Regions from separate parts of the Mus musculus genome. Here region 1 is linked to region 2. The links are chromatin contacts, called in public HiChIP or PLAC-seq maps. All regions are on one chromosome and are shown on one strand. The core of a region is the stretch at or near the end of the contact, and the rest is flanking DNA. Distances in the headings are between cores, read along the strand shown. Region 1 has its middle 14 kb from the start of Gm40451. Region 2 overlaps Parva (parvin, alpha).

Region 1 (4,402 bases), core at 1,655-4,154, 220 kb before region 2:
ACATGGTTTCTCTTCTCTCTCTACCAGAAGCACTGGGGGTGGGGGTGGCATTTCTCAGACAGTCACCATGAGAACCTATCAGAGCTCCAGGATGCAAAATTCACAGGAGTCTGGGAGCCCCAAGAACGGGGTGTCCCTGGAGTTTTCATCTCCCAGGCTTGCCCACGCGGCGCCTGCAGTATTTTATCAACCTAGTGCAGATGTGCTCAATCCTGGCAGAACCACTAGGGAAGTTTCAGCTTTTGGATTCCAGACCTGGTAAGATGTGACTCTCTTGTGTTTGCTTATAAGTCTCTCCAATTTGGGAGCAGAGGCTTGCTATATGACCTCACTTCTCTAATGGACCTTGGAAGAAGGGGTTGAATTTCCAATTTACTTAGCTTTTTGTCATTGTGAGGAGGGAGGCTTCTGGCTTTTTACATGCCAGACCGGAAACGTAGCTTTTACGTTGGATGCTTATGTGGATTACAGTCTGCTCTCATAGTTCAGGAAGTTTACATTGCTCCACAGTCAGCTATGGGCTCAGAACTTCCTCTCTGAGGGCTCCACAGAGGTTGAAATCCTGTGTATGTATGTATAGTCTTCCAGACTTCCAGTGGTTTTGCGTGACTTTTATTTTTAAGCTCAGCCTCTTAGTAGCTGCCCCTCTGGGGCAAAGGAACTTATTACTCAGACTGGCTTTAAGCAGCCTATTCAAGCAAAACTTCACCTTGTAATGATGACCTGTGTGAAGCCCAGGGGTATCCTTCACGCCCAGCCCCACATCCTACATGTGGGGTAGCCTTGAGCATGTGCAATGTCTCAGTGTTGACTCAGTCACAGCGGGCCTCTTGCCCTGGTTCTGTCAAACTTCTGTCTCTTCTGTTGGTTTGCTCACGTTACTGAGCAAGCGGCCTCCTTCCTCTTTGTCATCTTTCACCTCATCTTCAAGGTCTCCATGCTCTCAGATGGTGCAATGGTTTGAATGAGAGTTCCTGTGTAGGCTCATAAATTTGCATGCTTAGTCACCAGTTGGTAGAAGTTTGGGAAGAGTTAGGAGATGTGGCCTTGTTGAAGGAGGTATATCACTGGGGGTAGGCTTGGGGGTTCCCAAAAAGCTCACTCTGGGCCCCTTCTCCCCACCTCCTACTTCCTCCTCCCCCCTCCCACCCTACCCCCACCCCTACCTACAGATGAGGATGTGTAGTTCTCAGCTACTACTGCAACGCCATGTCTGTCTATCCTTGGCATGATGTTAATAGACTGACTCTCTAAAACTATAAGCCATCTCCCAGTTAAATGATGTCTTTTATAAGAGTTGCCTTGGTCATGGTGTCTCTTCACAGTGATAGAACAATAACTAAGGTAGACAGGTGTAAAGTTTTTTACTCTCTGTTCCAGACAGTTCCTCCCATACAGGCCCCATAGATCTTTCTTCTTCCCATGTATAGCCTCTGCTTTATTCCACCAAATCTGGGATGGAGACCCACTTTGTAAGTGGGCCATGCCTTTTTATGCAGAGAAGGAACAGGAGGGTAGTTGTCCTCCTTTCCTCTTGTAATGCTTTCTACATGGAAAACTCACCCTACGAGCACATGAAGTAGGGGTGGTGTGGGTTTGGGGTGGTGGCAGCTTATCTGATATTTGTAGCTTACCATATGTGAGGACAGTGTTAAACATGGAAGTACACACTGAATGAAAGGAAAACTGTAGTCCTCTTGGCTGTTTTGTTGTACAGTAGAACCTCTAGTACTAGGTTGATGGCATTGGATGGGGAGTGGCAGGTGAATCCACAGCCTCCTAGAATGAGAAGGTAGAGAGGAGTCTCATTATTTGTTTCTTTCTTTGGGGTATCTGTGAGAGAAAGCAACTTAGGGAAGAAAAGAAGGGGTTGTTCTGGCTCACAGTTTAAGGGGGTACAGTACTCCACAGTGGGAAAGTGTGGCTACAGAAATGTGATACGGCCAGTCACACTGTGCCCAGTGATGCTTAGCTCGCTGTCATTTCTCTCTCCTTTTTATTCATACCAGTACCCTAGCCTATGGGATGCTACTACCCATATTCAGAAGAGTCTTATCCCTTCTTGGGTTAAATCTCTTGGGAAACATCCTCCCAGAAACATTCAGAAATGTGTCTACAGATGACTCTACATCCCATCAAGTTAAGGATAAGGATCAGCCATCCCTGGGGTCTTAAAGGAGCCCTCACTGGCTTGGAACTCTCTAAGATCAGCAGGGCCTCCAATCTTCCACTCCTCCTCTGCTGCCCAAGTGCTAGGAGTTTAGGTGTCCATCACCATACCCTGTCTACCTGATTAACAGCTATTTCCCCCTTTAATAGAGAACCACAGAGGTAGGAGTGGATATAAGAGAGAGTGCAAGCTGTTCATTCTTTTGTTAGGCATAGTAGTTCACATCCTAGCACCCTGAAGGCAAAGGCATTAAGATCAAGAGTTCAAGGCCAGCCTGGGCTACATAAAAAGTTCTAGATCTGTCCGAGCTACTTAATGAAACCTTTTGTAGAAAAGCTGGAATGAAAGAAGAAAAAGAAAAAGAGGAAGAAGAGAAAGAGCTAGGCGTGGTGGTCTACTTGGCGAAGGAGGTACAAGGCCAGCCTGAGCTGTATAAGACTCTTGTTTCAAAAACAATGAACAAATAGAAAACCAAAACCAAACCAAACATACAAAACTCCCAGAGATTCCCATGTGTGGTTAGATGTCACAGTTGGGATTGTCGCTACCATATTGTCCCTGTGTGTGAGGGTGTGAAGGCACTGCTTAAGAGCCACTGTCTTGGGAGAGTGGAACCCTAGTTTAGAGTGCAGGAACCAACTGGCAGAGGTATTGGTCTTCCTAATAATAGCACAGGATCCAGGGGAGGACTCTGCTCCATAGTTCCAAGTGAGAAAGGCAAGCAGGCTATCTGTCACATGCTGCAAGCAGGGCCAGCAAGGGGAGGACTGGTAGGAGCCTGTGACAGTATCCAGGGTAGGGCTGGGAAGGAATGCTAGATAAGAAGGCTAGAGACCGGATGCCCAGGAGGGAAGGCTGCTGGAAGGGGGGTGGGGGGGTGGGGGGGGGTGGAGCTGTGCTTGAATCCCAGCAATGATGGCTAGTTGGGTGTAGGGTTTTAGCCTTTTGAGTACTGGAAAACTCTAACTAACTAAATATTTTTTAAAAAGAGCAAACAAAACAAAGAAAATAAAACAAAACACAAAACAAAGAAACAGGAAGGAGAAATTCAGTTTTGTTGTCCTGGGATCTCCCTCCAGGAGTGCCCTCTGGTAGATAAAGCTGTGGGGTGGAGCCTGCTTCTCTTCAAGGCGGCTCTGCAGGTCCTGGGTTTGGACCATGCAAACCAAAGAAATGCACGTGTAAAAAGGTTTGCACCCACAATTCCCACACCCCATCTGGGAACAGGAGCTCTGACAAAAGCCTGTGTGCATCTGAACTATGACAGAAACTGCAGAATCAGAGTTGCCCAAGAAACCTGGCATCCAGTGTGCTCTGGGCAGCGGAACCTCTCAAAAAGGCAGCCGCTCACTCTTCATTACTGTGCAATCTAAGACCATTTCAGGCAGAGAGGCAGGGGACTGCAGGAGTCCATTAATGCTGAAGGCTGTGACGATAATGGCACCTTAGTGTGACCCCAAGTTCATTCAGGCCTCATTAAAGATGCTCCCTGTAGGCAACTTTGGTAGTTGTTTAGATTAGAAACTGCTATTTTTAAATGATAGTTATCACTTTGGTGGAATGAGAGAGAGATGACAGTCACAAGCACAAACATGCATTTATTTATGAATTTCTTTCTTTCTTTCTTTCTTTCTTTCTTTCTTTCTTTTTTTGTTTGTTACGGTTGGTTTTGTTTTTTTTGAGATAGAGTCTCCTTGAACTCCCAGAAATTCACTGCCAGGCTCTGCCTTAAAAGTGCTGGAATTAAAGGTGTATGCCACCATTCCTGGATTTTTTGTTTTTGACTGGAACTCATGTACCCCCTGCTTATTTGGATAACTGGTATAGACCAGTTTGCCCAGTTAGTGTGGTACTGAGGATGGAACCCAGGACTCCTTTTAAAAACTTTAAGATTTTATTTATTTTGTGCTCTGCCTAAGTGTATGTGCAGTACATGCCCCATACTCTTAAAATTCAGATGAGGTCATTGGATCCCTTGGAACTAGAGTTATAGTTAGTGTGAGCAGCCAAGTGAGTGTTGGGAACTGAGCCTGGGTCCTCTTCAAGAGCAACAAGTGTTCTTAACTGCTGAGCCTTTTCCCCAGCTGGAACCCAGGGCTTCTTGCATGCAGCCTCCCAATCTTCCTAAATCCGAGGAAGAGCGAACCTCACAGAAGAGAAAGGAAATAGACACAAGAACAGTGATGGACTACAGTTGAGAACTCCAGAACATTGCATATTTCGATTGATTGA
Region 2 (4,267 bases), core at 1,419-3,918:
AACGTATGACCATTTGCTTAACAAAATATTTCAGGAATATGGTAACTCTATAAGATGAAATGTGCCTAACTCAAGGTGAATCATGTCTCTACTTCCCTCTGCCAATGTCAAAAATGAAGAAGAGGAGATGGCTTCAATGGTCAGCTTTCTGGCTAATACTCAAGGGATGCTCATGAATTCTGTGGACTTTAAAGAACTGGTGCCCAGTTAGACATCCAAGTGGCCAGAAAGCACGTGAAAAGTTACTCAAGATCAGCCACCAAGGAAACACAAATAGAAGCAAAGGATGGTATCATGAGAAAGATGGACACTAACAAGTGTTGATGAGGACAGGAGGGAACTGGTCTCCTCATACACAGCTCGTGAGAACAGGCCCACACACCTTTTTTGCATATGTATGTGTTTGCTGTGTGTGCCTTTGCACATGCATACAGTGTGCATATTCACATTTGTGTCAATGTGAGGAGACCAGAAGGTGATGGGAATCTTCCTCTGTCACTCTTCCACCCTACTCTTTGAGACAGAGTCTCACGGTCAAGCCTGGGACTGGTTGTTTTGACCAGTCTCACTTCCCAGCTTACTCAGGGGTTGGTTCTCTTCTAAGATTGAACCTGGCCTTCTAAGGTACCTTCTACCTTCTAAGATTGAACTTACAGGTAAACTGCCACGACCCCTGGCACTTATGTATGTTGTAGAGGTACAAACACCGGTCCCCTTGATTGTACAGCAGGCACTTAACCACCTAGTAACCTCTGCAACCCAATTATTGATCTGTTTGGCAATTTCTCAAAATATCAAACATGGTGATTACCATATAGCCCAGCAATGTCTCTTTTAGGTACCCAAGGGAGATGAAAACACAGAGCCGTACAAATATTTACATGTCAAAATTCAAAGTGCTAATTTGTAATAGGTTAAACAAAACAAAAGCAAAAACAACCTTCGTCCACCAGCTGATGAGTAAGTACATCTATCCAAATGAACATTTCCCAGCCATAAAAAGAAATGAAATTCTGACACATGCTAATATGTGGCCACCTTGACAATATTATGTATGCTAAGAGATCAGATGCAGAAAGTTGCATTGTATAAATAGAAGCAATGTCTAAAACAAGTGTTCTAGTTTCTGTTGCTATAATCAAACGCTCTGACCAGAATTTAGGGGAAGAAAGGGTTTATTTCAGCTTCCACTTCCAGGTCACAGTATATCACTGAGAGAAGTCAAGGCAGGAACCGGAAGGCAAGCCTTCTTGCTAATCCACACAGCATCTTGGCCAAAGGAACTCCCTTCACAGCGGAAGTACACAGGAACTTTGTGTACCTTATTGTTTGCTAGGTGGCTTGTAGGCTGTTATACTCAGCTTGCTTTCTTACATAGTTGGGGACCACCTGTCTAGGGATGATGCTGCCCATGATGGGCTGGACCTTCCTACAACAATTAACAATCAAGATAATTCTCCAGTCATGCCCACAGGCCAATATGATGCAGGCCATTCCTCAGCTGAGGCTATCTATGTCAAGCTGATCTTAAAGCTATCCAGGACAGTAAGCAAATCCATGGAAATAAAGAGTAGACTGAGGTAGAGGGATGGGGAAGCAGGCAGAGAAAACATCTTCAACTTATAGCAATGATTGTACAACAGCAAACACAACACCTTTAGGTTATATCTCAGTATAGATTTTTTTTTTTAATTACCATTCCTCTATAGGGACCAGTCTTTCCTCTGGCTTTCAACTCCCAGCAGAGACCTAAAATGTGCATTCCCACCTCACGAGAAGCTACGTGAAGACAAGGTACTACTGCATGACAGTATCATGACACCCAGGTTAATGAACCTGCAAGTTAAGGCAAGAGGCCCTAAGGTAAGAGGTCTGGGCAAGAAGGGTGGCTTGGGAGGGATCAGCGCACCAGGCAGGAGCGGAATCTGTCATTCACACTCCCTCCATCCTCCCCATCAAACACAATCTTCCAACCCCAGAGGTTCAGAAGAGGCTGTTAGATTTTTTTTTTTTCACACAAGAACACCATGAATCACAATTCCCAGAACCAGCAATCCTGAAAGGGCTAGGTAGCCAGGAGTCCAAATGACTTCAATTGATGTCATAGACTGGAAAAGCTGACAGTCAGGCCTTCCAAAATGAAAGTCAATTGCCAACCATGAAATTCATGGCCCCTGGACTCCTCTTCCCCACCTGCTTCAACACCAATTTAAGCAATTCTGAACTCTGATCTCTGTGGTAGAATGTCCCCGATTTATTGAAGTGTCGGGTCCCAATTGTGTTAACATCCACCTCTGGCAGGGCCATTACTAGGCGTGAATCTGGGTGCCCATCACCCTGTCACATTAGCACAGTGACAATCAGAAGCAACAAATCAATCTTCTCCTTCGGAGTCACCAGGGAGCCTTGCAATTTCCCATAATGACGGGAGTGAGGAAAAGCAGGTGAGGCGTCATTTTTCCTCCGGGAGACTGGACAGGCGCTGGAGGGGCTACCGAGCCCACCAGGACGCCTTGCAACCCTCAGCCAAGACGCAGCTGCAGCTCCCTGACAAGGGCTACACCCTCAGACTTGCTTTACATTGGAACTGGGTTACCCTCCCCCTGTGTTTTGCAAACAACCTCAAAACTGTCAGCTCCTGCTGCCCAGGCTTCTCCCAGCTGTCACTATTAACTACCTGTCATCTGCAGGTCTGCTCCACCAGGGCTGCGAGCCAGGAAGGGTGTGTATGTGTACTCAGCCTTATGGTAAATAGGAAAATTCCTTCCAGCAGAGAGGACTGTTTATTTCCAAGCCTGAGGTGCGAGGGAGCGGGGTGAATAGGGCAAGAAGCTGGAGGCTCCTTTGTGAACACCCTCTCGGGGCCTCATGGAGCCAGTGAAATTGTGATTCTGTAGTGGTTATCAACAGCTCAAGCTGTTACTCAGTGAGGAGCCCAGCCTGCTGGCCTTTCTCCTCAGGACCCTGCATCTGAGACTGTGCCCCGGATTCCCATAAGTCTCTCTGATTCAAGGCCGTGACGGTTAATCGTGACTGTCAACTTAACTGGATTTAGGATCACCATAGAAACACATCCCTGAGTGTATCTATGAAGACGTGTCCAGAAAGGTTTTTACAGAACAGCAAAGAGCCATCCTGGATTGTGGGTGGCACCATCCCATGGGGTAGGGTCCAAGACAAAATAAAAAGGAGGCAGTGGGCACCAGCATTGTTTCCCTCTGCATCCTGCCTGCAGGTGCGATATGGCTGGCTGGCTCATGCTCCTGCTGCCATGGCCTCTTTCCCATAAATGCACCCTGGAACTGTGAGCCAAGTTAAGCTAGCTTCCTTCCTTCCTCCCTCCCTCCCTCCCTCCCTCCCTTCCTTCCTTCCTTCCTTCCTTCCTTCCTTCCACCAGGTATTTTGTCCCAGCAACAAGAAAGATGGTAATAGAAAAACTAAGGCATGTGACAGATACTGTTCAGAGTCTCTGTTCAGAATGCCCACACCTGCTGCCTTAGTGCCTCATCTTCTACCTCCTCTTCTGCCTGCAGCCCCCATAGTCATGCAAGCCAAGGCAAACATTGACTGTAGAATCACTATTCTGAATCAAGAAGTCAGGGGACTCTGCAATTAGCAGAGTTAATATCCTACCAATGAAGGTGTTATGGAGAGAGGGGAACATGGAGCCTGCTACACTGAGCCTCCTGAGTCATGGGGTACCCACAACCTGCATTCACATCATGGTAGAAACAACCCATGCCAGCCCAATGTGGCCACCTCCAGGTCACCTCAGCTATACTTGGTGCAGAGCGTCACTCCTGACTGCAGAGAGCTGAACTGTGCTTGCCACAGCACAGCTGAGAGCAGTGGTGTTAATAAGTACTGTGGCTACATCTGCTACAAAGTGACCCCCAGAAACACTCCCTGAAGTATGGGGTGTGACAGACACGTGCTCCAGCAGGCTCAGGTCCACAGCAGATGTGACCCATCTGATGATTAACTTCTGTCCCAGATGCAGGTCACCTGCAAAACCCACTTGTCAACAGAAGGAAGCGGAGGAGATGGCACAGTCAAGTGCTTCCTCGCAAGCACAAAGATGTGAGTTCAGTCCCCAGAACTCACATATATCAGCAAAAGCCCAAATGGCATGATAGTATGTGCTTAGAATCCTAACCTTGGAGGGGAGATGGAGACAGGCAGGTCCCTAGGGATCACTGGCCTGCTAGCCTAGACTTCTTGGCAAGTTCTGGGCCAATAAGAGACACTATCTCAAAAGGCAGTGATT

The links. HiChIP or PLAC-seq counts read pairs in DNA pulled down with a chosen protein or histone mark.
Region 1: a contact with region 2 is called in an HNF4G HiChIP or PLAC-seq map of pancreatic cancer cells. The contact joins two enhancer-like sites. A contact is called at or near these places in 5 of 39 promoter capture datasets (cranial neural crest, frontonasal cranial neural crest, liver and 2 more), 1 of 15 datasets of contacts at CTCF or cohesin (the NIH/3T3 cell line), 4 of 484 Hi-C or Micro-C datasets (Sertoli cells, embryonic fibroblasts and muscle stem cells), 15 of 115 datasets of contacts at active chromatin or transcription factors (craniofacial prominence, embryonic basal ganglia, embryonic forebrain and 12 more) and 1 of 9 other capture datasets (embryonic stem cells).

Annotation. Positions count from the first base shown.
Region 1 is chr7:112,659,038-112,663,439 of GRCm38.p6, reverse strand. No RefSeq gene overlaps it. Among named protein-coding and RNA genes, the nearest start is that of Gm40451, 14 kb to the left of the region's middle. Within about 2 kb of position 2,904, at least 26 of the 459 cell types and tissues checked have an H3K27ac peak or open chromatin away from gene starts, as enhancers often do. A contact at or near this core is called in pancreatic cancer cells, where this site is marked.
Region 2 is chr7:112,443,227-112,447,493 of GRCm38.p6, reverse strand. The region is part of intron 1 of Parva (parvin, alpha); the gene reads right to left. Among named protein-coding and RNA genes, the nearest start is that of Gm45998, 6.0 kb to the left of the region's middle. Within about 2 kb of position 2,668, at least 43 of the 459 cell types and tissues checked have an H3K27ac peak or open chromatin away from gene starts, as enhancers often do. A contact at or near this core is called in pancreatic cancer cells, where this site is marked.